2 separate regions of the Callithrix jacchus genome follow, and region 2 is linked to region 1. The links are chromatin contacts, called in public Hi-C maps. All regions are on one chromosome and are shown on one strand. Each heading gives the region's core, a stretch centred on a gene start, on an enhancer-like site or on the middle of the called end of the contact. The rest is flanking DNA. Distances are from core to core; before and after follow the strand shown. Region 1 overlaps PITPNC1 (phosphatidylinositol transfer protein cytoplasmic 1). Region 2 overlaps PITPNC1 (phosphatidylinositol transfer protein cytoplasmic 1).

The links. Hi-C and Micro-C count contacts between places; a contact is called where the count stands out from the background.
Region 2: a contact with region 1 is called in a Hi-C map of skeletal muscle, with 3 times the contacts expected there. The contact joins two enhancer-like sites. A contact is called at or near these places in 2 of 3 Hi-C or Micro-C datasets (both in skeletal muscle).

The regions. Positions count from the first base shown.
Region 1 is chr5:90,572,019-90,576,605 of calJac240_pri, reverse strand. All of the region lies in intron 8 of PITPNC1 (phosphatidylinositol transfer protein cytoplasmic 1), which reads left to right. Among named protein-coding and RNA genes, the nearest start is that of NOL11, 24 kb to the right of the region's middle. Within about 2 kb of position 2,220, at least 7 of the 16 cell types and tissues checked have an H3K27ac peak or open chromatin away from gene starts, as enhancers often do. A contact at or near this core is called in skeletal muscle, where this site is marked.
Region 2 is chr5:90,786,947-90,791,527 of calJac240_pri, reverse strand. The region is part of intron 1 of PITPNC1 (phosphatidylinositol transfer protein cytoplasmic 1); the gene reads left to right. Among named protein-coding and RNA genes, the nearest start is that of PITPNC1, 89 kb to the left of the region's middle. Within about 2 kb of position 1,662, at least 7 of the 16 cell types and tissues checked have an H3K27ac peak or open chromatin away from gene starts, as enhancers often do. A contact at or near this core is called in skeletal muscle, where this site is marked.

The DNA of each region.
Region 1 (4,587 bases), core at 971-3,470:
TCAATGGTAGCAGTGAATATCATTGCCTTGCCTTCTACGTCCTGCCTCCTGTAACAGCAATGAAAGTGTCCTTTATGTTGCCGAATGCATTGATTTAAACAATCTTTAAATCTATTTTGAAAGCTATATGGAAGGTAAGTATTAAACCAAGCAAAACTGAGCCTCTGTCCTCAATGGGATCTTCTAAAATTGCTTTAGGAGATCTCAGGCTATGGCACTGCCCACACGCTAATACCTTCTACCCACCTAGCTCACTTTACAAGAATCACCCCTAAACAATTTCCACTCTTCTCTGTTCTGAGACTATTTTGACTTAACTTCCTTGCCCTCGCTCCCACTTTGGTTGGTTTAGCTAACTTTATGACTTACTCATCATAAAGTTAGGTAAGTCTTTGCTTTTTTAAACCTCTTTGGTTACTGCTAAGCTACCATCTTTCCCTAAAGTCTCCCCATTGAAAGTGTGCCTCTAATAACGGAAGTTGCCAACGTCTTGACCTCTTTCAGATATGACAATGGATGATGTTCGAGAATACGAGAAAAACATGCATGAACAAACCAACATAAAAGTTTGCAATCAGCATTCCTCCCCTGTGGATGACATAGAGAGTCATACCCAAACAAGTGTACGTAGAATTTTTAAAACATGTTGCCCACCCTTTCACAAATGCACATGTAAACTGATCGTGGAAATACAGCAAATCCCTGGTTCCCAACCTTCCACAGAAACATGTTGTCACCCAGAGCCTGTAGCTGCAGAACCTGAGCTGGATCTAAATTGGGCAGTGTCACCTCTCTCTGCCAGACATTTCGATCCTTTAAAGTTGCTTGACGTGGAGGTTATTTCGGTCATAAGACCAAGAACATGGAGAGTGGAAACATTTTTGTGGGACTAGTAAAACGGCCTGCACCATAAAAGAGCAGAGGAGTGAAAACGGATGTCATGTAAACTAGAATAACATGTCAGTAACTTTTAAAAACATAGCTAACACTCACTTATTCATTCCGGGGAGGGCTTCTGGCTCATCGGCTATTTTAGGTTTCTTTACATTTGCTTTGAAAAGCTTTCTGTGGCTCTTTATAGCTGTTTTACCCAATCAGTTCCTTTTTACTTAGGATAATCTCAAGATGGGCTGCAGTCTGTGCAGACACACAGGCTGAGCAGCGAAGGGGTGTGAGCTGGGGATGTGCTGAGCTGATCCTTGGGACTTAGGATAAGCCTCAGAGACCCTCAGTTATTTCATTGCACCCTGGAAATTGTGAGCTGACTGTATCTTGTATGCCAGCATTTTAAGTATCGTAATCTCTCAATCATTCATGCTAATGAAAGAGAGATAGAGATAACAAAGAAAAGTGTAATCAGCAAATCATTTCTTTGCATCAAATCATTTCTCTTCATTGAGCTGTGGTCTCTGGGTTCTACCTTGAGTCCTCATGTCCATTAGCCCAGTCTCCAGAATAATACATAGTAGGTATTTAAAAAAAAAAAAATCAGTGCTGTAATTCTAGGAAATTTAGACGTGGCTGTTGTCATAAATGGATCTTCAGAATTGTGGAGACCTTCTGATTGCATTTTGGAGATTTCTAGTGACATTTTTAGAGCATGTCTTTGGAATGTGCCCTGCAAGGCTCATGCACTGCAGTTGGTTGCATGTGATTTGCCCTTGAGGTTTCGAGGGCCCTAACTCTCCCCCCTTTTTGCATGCAGTAATTGGATTTGCAGGAACCTGTTAGAACAAGAGGTGTTTCCTGTTTATGCACAGACCAATTCCAGTAGGACTTCCCCCTAGACGTTCTCTTTAAGGAAACTCTCCTTGAATTTCGATCACTTTCAATTACCTTTTCTTTTAGAAATGTTGGACCCCCTCGACCAACAGAAATGTTCCCCCTCGACCTCTCTGAAAGCTGTTCACTATAAATATGACCAGACAAACAAAGGAAGCCACAGGAAAAGAGGGGACGCCAGATGTCTCAAGCCTTATCTAAGTCCTGAAGGCCCACAGCTTAAGGCCCTTTGCTTGGCTTTCTTTCAGTTTTACTGTGATTATGACTTCGAATTAAAGTCCACTTACTATATGGAAGGTGATAACGCAGGATGGTTCTCCCCCTGGGAAAGCCCATGTAATACCTGGCCGCACCTCAGCGCTGTTGCCGTGACTTTAGGGTGAAAGATGCCTGCCTCCTGAGAAGTCACACAAAGTGGTTATTTTGAATGCTATGACACTTCCATTATCCTTTGGAATTCCGTTAAATTGGAGCTCATTTAGTTTGCCGTAGTCTTTCTTCTGTATCATAATGAAAAACAGTGAAAGTCAGGAGGTGGTTGTTTGTCACAAATAAAAACGGCATGGGTGCTAAATGGATTTTAGATCATCAACCCGTGCAGGGACAAATTAGATTGAAATTAGGCAAAATTAACATCCATGAACACAGCAGTAAGGAAATAAGTCTCCTTTTCAATTGAGCAGGTTCAACGCCTTCAAGGAAGGGAACTTCTAAGAGCCTCTGGCAGTGAAAATCAAAATTCTGTGCTTTAGATTATTTCTGCCCCCTGCTGGCTATGTGGAGTAGAACAATGTATTCAGCCACTTGATTAAGAAAGTCTGCCTTTTCTTTCTTCCTTTTCTTTTTCTTTTTTTGAGACGGAGTTTCGCTCTTGTTACCCAGGCTGGAGTGCAATGGCGCGATCTCAGCTCACCGCAACCTCCGCCTCCTGGGTTCAGGCAATTCTCCTGCCTCAGCTTCCTGAGTAGCTGGGATTACAGGCACGCGCCACCATGCCCAGCTAATTTTTTGTATTTTTAGTAGAGAGAGGGTTTCACCATTTTGACCAGGATTGTCTCGATCTCTTGACCTCGTGATTCACCCGCCTCGGCCTCCCAAAGTGCTGGGATTACAGGCTTGAGACACCGCGCCCGGCCGAAAGTCTGCCTTTTCAAAGATAATATCCATTTATCAGAGCAAAAACAGCATACTCTGATTCACTAAAATTTTTCTCGGTCTCAACTTTACTGTTAAATAAATGCCTCTTTTATATAATCTTAATGTCACTTCTTAGTTCATTTAATAGTCTTCATGTTTTTAAAAATTGGTAACTTTACAGGTATGATTTTTCTTGATGTATTCTGAATTTTATATTTTATTCACACAGTCATACTGATTTATTTCCTTTGTAAAAACTTTCTCTTTCAAAAAATTTAATAGTTCTCCCCAGGAAATCCTCTTACGGATTTCATTTTGTGAAAAATACTCTGGTTTGCTCAGATGTTATAAGACCTAGGGATTAGGCCGGGCGCGGTGGCTCATGCCTGTGATCCCAGCACTCTGAGAGACTGAGGCCAGCAGATTACCTGAGGTCAGGAGCTTGAGACCAGCCTGGCCAACATGGTGAAACCCCATCCCTACTAATAATAGAAAAATTAGCCAGCCGTGGTGGCAGACGCCTGTAATTCCAGCTACTCAGGAAGCTGAGGCAGGAGAATCGCTTGAACCCGGGAGGCAGAGTTGCAGTGGGCTGAGATCACACCATTGCACCCCAGCCTGAGCAACAAGAGCAAAACTCTGTTTCAAAAAAAAAAAGGGCTAAGGATTAATACTGTTAGGACTATTCATTACATACTCAGTATTTCCAAAGTGGCTATATTGTTTCATGCTGGTTATCCATGCAGTATTATCATTATAATGAAGTTTCAACTGCTAAGTACATGGCAGTGGGCAAGAAAGAGTGAAAAATGGGTCTCTGGGAGGCCAAAATAGGCATAGAAAATCTACGGGCAGTAGACTTCACATTTTTCTCAAGGATAAGCCTTGAACCTTGACTGAGTCTTTAATAAGCCCAGTTACCTGTTTTCCCTGTTCCCAGCAAATAAAAATGGCAAAGGATATCAAGGATAGCCAGAGTAACAAAAATTAATTATAATAGTGATAATAGAGTTCCTGAGTGTGAGAGAAGAGCTCTCAAGCCATAAAGAACAGGTGGGGCGCGGTGGCTCAAGCCTGTAATCCCAGAACTTTGGGAGGCTGAGACGGGTGGATCACAAGGTCAAGAGATCGAGACCATCCTGGTCAACATGGTGAAACCCCGTCACAACTAAAAATACAAAACATTAGTTGGGCATGGTGGCGTGTGCCTGTAATCCCAGCTACTCAGGAAGCTGAGGCAGGAGAATTGCCTGAACCCAGGAGGCGGAGGTTGCGGTGAGCCGAGATCGCGCCATTGCACTCCAGCCTGGGTAACAAGAGTGAAACTCCGTCTCAAAAAAAAAAGCCATAAAGAGCAAATAAACCCTGAGGAAGAACTAAGGAACTGTATTTTTGCACAGTGATATATTTTCAACATATTATATCTCAGATGTAAGTATATATAATACATTAAACACATTAGGAAAAGATTTACATTTTTTAAATACTGTTTTTACTTTCTCACTTAATAAGAACATTTCAGGTATTGGGAAAACCTACATTATCCCACAATGATTATTAACAGTGGTCCTCACTATTAAATCATCCTCTCTTTTCAGTCTCTATTCTTTTTAAGTTTCCTTAAGAAATGGTTTTATTTTCTCAACTTTGGAATGATTAGCAGGATGT
Region 2 (4,581 bases), core at 413-2,912, 220 kb before region 1:
CATTGAGTCTATGCAGGTACCCTGTTTCCCCTTAAAGTTTGCCCATGAACTTAACATTCCTCAGTGGACCCTGCCTGGAGCCATTATTACTGTAATATTCTGGTGATTTTCTATTCTCCCATGCCTTCTGCCTTTATTACATGGAATTCTTCCTTAAGGGAGACTTGTCCCTTCTCTATTTATCTCATCATTTATTTATATGAGTATGGACTCACAAGTACTTATTTTATTCTCTGGGCAAGACTTTTTTTTTTTTTTTTTTTTTAGATGGAGTCTGACTCCGTTGCCCAGGCTGGAGTGCTGTGGCACGATCTCGGCTCACTGCAACCTCTGCCTCCTGGGTTCAAGCGATTCTCCTACCTCAGCCTCCCAAGTAGCTGGGACTACAGGCACATGCCACCATGCCCAGCAATTTTTTATTTTTATTTTTATTTTTTTGTATTTTTAGTAGAGAAAGGGTTTCACCATGTTGGCCAGGATGGTCTCGATCTCCTGACCTCATGATCCACCTGCCTCAGCCTTCCAAAGTGCTGGAATTACAGGCATGAGCTACCAAGTCCAGGGCTGAGAGATGTTTTTAAGATGGGAAAATGGCCCATTTTAAGTCAGCCAAACTGTGAGCCAGGTAGCAGGAGGTGTGGGGAGGAGGAGCACAGATGCTGGAGAGGAGTGGACGGTAGATGGAGCAAAGTTCCTAGGAAGGTCAGTGAGAAGGAGATCCAGAGGCGGGGGCCTTGGCAAAAACAAGGGACACCCTGTTCTCACAAATGGATAAGAAGCAAGTTTGGGAGAGTCGATTTCCATGTCAGGAGGGAGAACTTGAAGGAGTTCCCTTTAATTAGCTTTTGTCTTCTCTGTCAAGATGTTTTCTGTGATGACAATGGGAAATTGACTTTTGGAATTTTAATTATCTTGGCCAAAATTCCTGGCCTCTAGAGTAACGTTTCTCAACCTTGGCCCTGCCAACATTCGGAGCGGATAATTCCTTGCCGTGGGAGCCGTCTTGTGCATTGCAGGCTGTTTCACAGTGCCTCTGGCCTCTGCCTTCTAGATGCCCATAGTGCCCTCTCCCGTACCCCCAGCAGTAACCACTTAAATGTTCCCTGGGGAGCGAAATTGCCCCATGCTGAGAACCACTGATCTAAAATTAACACACACAATTCTGGCAATCCACAGGATTCTTCTTATTTTTATTTTTATTTATTTTTTTTTTGTTTGCCTCTGTTGCCAAGGCTGGAGTGCAGTGACATGATCACAACCCACTTCAGCCTTTTGACTTCCAGCTAATTTTTTTTTTTAAGAGATGAGGTCTCACTGTGTTTCCCAGGCTGGTCTCAAACTCCTGGGCTCAAGCAGTCTTTCTACCTCAGCCTCCCAAAGTGTTGTGATTACAGGCATGAGCCACTACACTCAGCCCACGGGATTCTTGACCATTACTTTTGAAAGACTAAGACAGTGGCATTCACCTATAAATTTTCTCCAGAAAGAGCTGAGCTGCTCTAGTGTGAACACTTGACGTTGACGCTGTGGATGAGGGAGAGCCCTGTTTTCTTGGGAATGGCGGATGGTCCTTTTAGCACACAGCCAGATGAATCAAGAGGAAATGGAGTTCTGGTTCGCAGAGGGTCTTTGGTTCTGAATGGGGTTGCTGTGGTTCTAGCCTTCCTCTCGGTGGAGGGGTGTTTTGCTTTCTGTGTGGTTTCCGTGTGGGCCGTGGGAAGTAACTTGGTTGTTATGGCAGTTGGGGACACAGCAGCTCTTCTCATAGGTTAGTTTCTGAAAGCCTGTGTGTTCTAAATCCAACGTGACGCCTGCTGAGCTGGGTACAACCTTGGTTGTTGGTAAAGTTTCATAAAACAGCCTGGTGTGCTGGGGAGTCTTATTCCTTTACAACTCTCATTTGTCCAAAGACGCTTGCACTGGGACCTCATTTTCTTTCACCTTCCCTGTGTTTTTAACAAGACATTGCCATTTTAAACATAGCAAACATGACAGATGAAGGAACAAGGCCAAGGCAGAGGCTGCGACGACCTTGTACGGCCGCTGATGCCATCTGTTGGTGGCTGGCAGAACTGATGCCCTTTGCTGAGAGGGAGGTTTGTTTATTGCACAGAAAGTTGAAAGTTGGCAGCAGAGAACCTTGTTACCACCTGGGAGCGTAGGACTGGCAGGATTAGGGAGGACTGGGAGGGGAGGGAATGAGTGTTCGCTTTGTAGATTCTGCATCAGGAATCAGATGGTGCCAGGAGCCCATAGCTGGAATAATTTGAGGAGGATTTTTCAAAGTTCTGACTGGGACGCCACTGGGACTTCCAATCCATTTCTCACTTGATTGTCAGTTAAGGAATTGGGCCATGGGGAGTTCACAGCAACAGAGCAGTCTCTAAACTAAAAATACCCAGTGTGTCCCATAGAGTTAGCATGCAGTCCTTATTTATGGAATTTGATCACGAGGGACAGTATTAACTCCTCACTCAAAGATGCTAAGACAATATCATGCAAATAACTATTATATTCTATCCTCTTTTAAAGTGCTTTTGAAGACTATAAATTTGTGGCCTAGGCTGTAGGGCAGTGGTACGATCTCAACTCACTGCAGCCTCCATATCCTGGGTTCAAGCAATTCTCCTGCCTCAGCCTCCTGAGCAGCTGGGATTACAGGCAGGTGCCACCATGCCTGGCTAATTTTTGTATTTTTAGTAGAGCTAAGGATTCCCCATGTTGGCCAGGGAGGGGGCAGGGGTCTCGAACTCCTGACCTCAGGTAATCCACCTGCCTCGGCCTTTCAAATTGCTGGGTTTATAGGCATGAGCCACCATGCCCAGCCTAGAGACTGAATTTCTCAGGTCTGTAGGTCTATTTAATATCGAGAGCTGGAATTAGTTCAGCCAGTGGGTTCTCAACTCTGGATGCACATAAGAATCACCTGGGAAACAAAAAATCTTAGTGCTTGGCCTCACTGTCAGATATACAGATTTATTTATTTAATTTTTATTTATTTATTGAATTGTTATTTATTTACTTTAAGAGATGGGTCTCACTAGGTGGCCCAGGCTGGTCTTGAACTTCTGGGCTCAAGCAATCCTCCCACCTCCGCGTCCCAAAGTGCTGGGATGACAGGTGTGAGCCACTGCACCTGGCCAGATACATGGATTTAATGGGGCTGGGCCAGGGCTGGGTGCTGCGCTGTGATACTAACCTGTTGTCTGGGGTTGAAGTGCTGCTGCTCCAGCAGTGGTCCATGGACCAGGGGCATCGGCATCTCCTGGGAGCTTGTTAGAAATGCAGAATCTCAGGCCCCACCCAGGCCCTCTGAATCAGAACCTGCATTGCAACGAGGTTCCCAGATGATTCCCGTGCATGATAAAGTTTGGAAACTCTGGATGTTGCCTTCAAGGTCGTACAGTTCTATCCATTGCTGTCTCTGTGCAGAATGTCTTATTTATTTATGAGACAGGGTCTCTGTCACCCAGGCTGGAGTGTAGTAGCACGATCACAGCTCACTGCAGCCTCTACCTCCTGGGCTCAAGGGACCCTCCTGCCTCAGCCTCCCAAGTACCTGAGACTACAGGTGTGTGCCAACACACCCAGCTCATTTTTTCAATTTTTGTATAAGAGACAAGGTCTTGCTTTGTTGCCCAGGTTGGTCTTGAACTCCTGGCCTCAAGTGATCCTCCCACTTCGGCCCCCTAAAGTACTGGGATTACAGATTACAGGCATGAGCCACCGCACTCGGCCTGTTTGATTTTTACCATTCAGACAGCACTCAAGGCCTATTTTGGGTGACCTCCATCGACAGCACCGAGCTTCCCTCTACCCTGAGGGTACCATGTGTCTCTCAGGTTGAAGCCATGAGAGAATCCAGAACCACTCTCACCCCACAAAAAAAGTCTTGCTCAAGGCCAGCTGAGTGCTCTACAGCCCCCAATCTCTGGCTGTGTCATAGTGTAGTCACCAATCGAGGCTTGTGGGCTGTGTCCCGGTTCTTCCTGTTGAGAGTGACAGCATGTCACTGCTGGCTTCCCGGAGGATGAGAGGTTCAACTTCTTTGGTTCAACCCCTAAGATTCTCTCACGCTACCTGTAGCTCAGAGACTCTGCTTGTATTGGAAAACTGGGAGGCAGTGCCTTTTCCTCTTTTTTCCTTTCTGAAATAGAAGGTACTTGGGAAATGCTGGATTGGAATATTGGAATAAAATGAAGGCTGTGTAGACCTCTGGGCAGCCTTTGGTGTTAGAAACAGGCTTCATCCTGGCTGGACTTGAGTTTTGGTTGAGGAGCTCCTATATAGGCAGCGCTCTTCACCAGAAAAGGCCGGTGTCTTTTGAAAAGAGATCTTTTTTATTTCATTTCTTAAAATCCAGTGCTATGTGAGAGCCAGTCTGATCTTGTCTAAATCTGTACTTTCATTTTCGGTAGCGCCTGAAAGAGACACAGCAGTCCCTGTTGAACCTCTTTTCGGGAAACCGAGAGCTTGGCTGCTTCTCCATCCCTTCTCTGCTGTTTTCAACAACAAACCCCCTTTGATGAAGGACCATTCTGAGACGGGCAGAGCTGGTTCCCCTTTTATTCCTCATCTTTT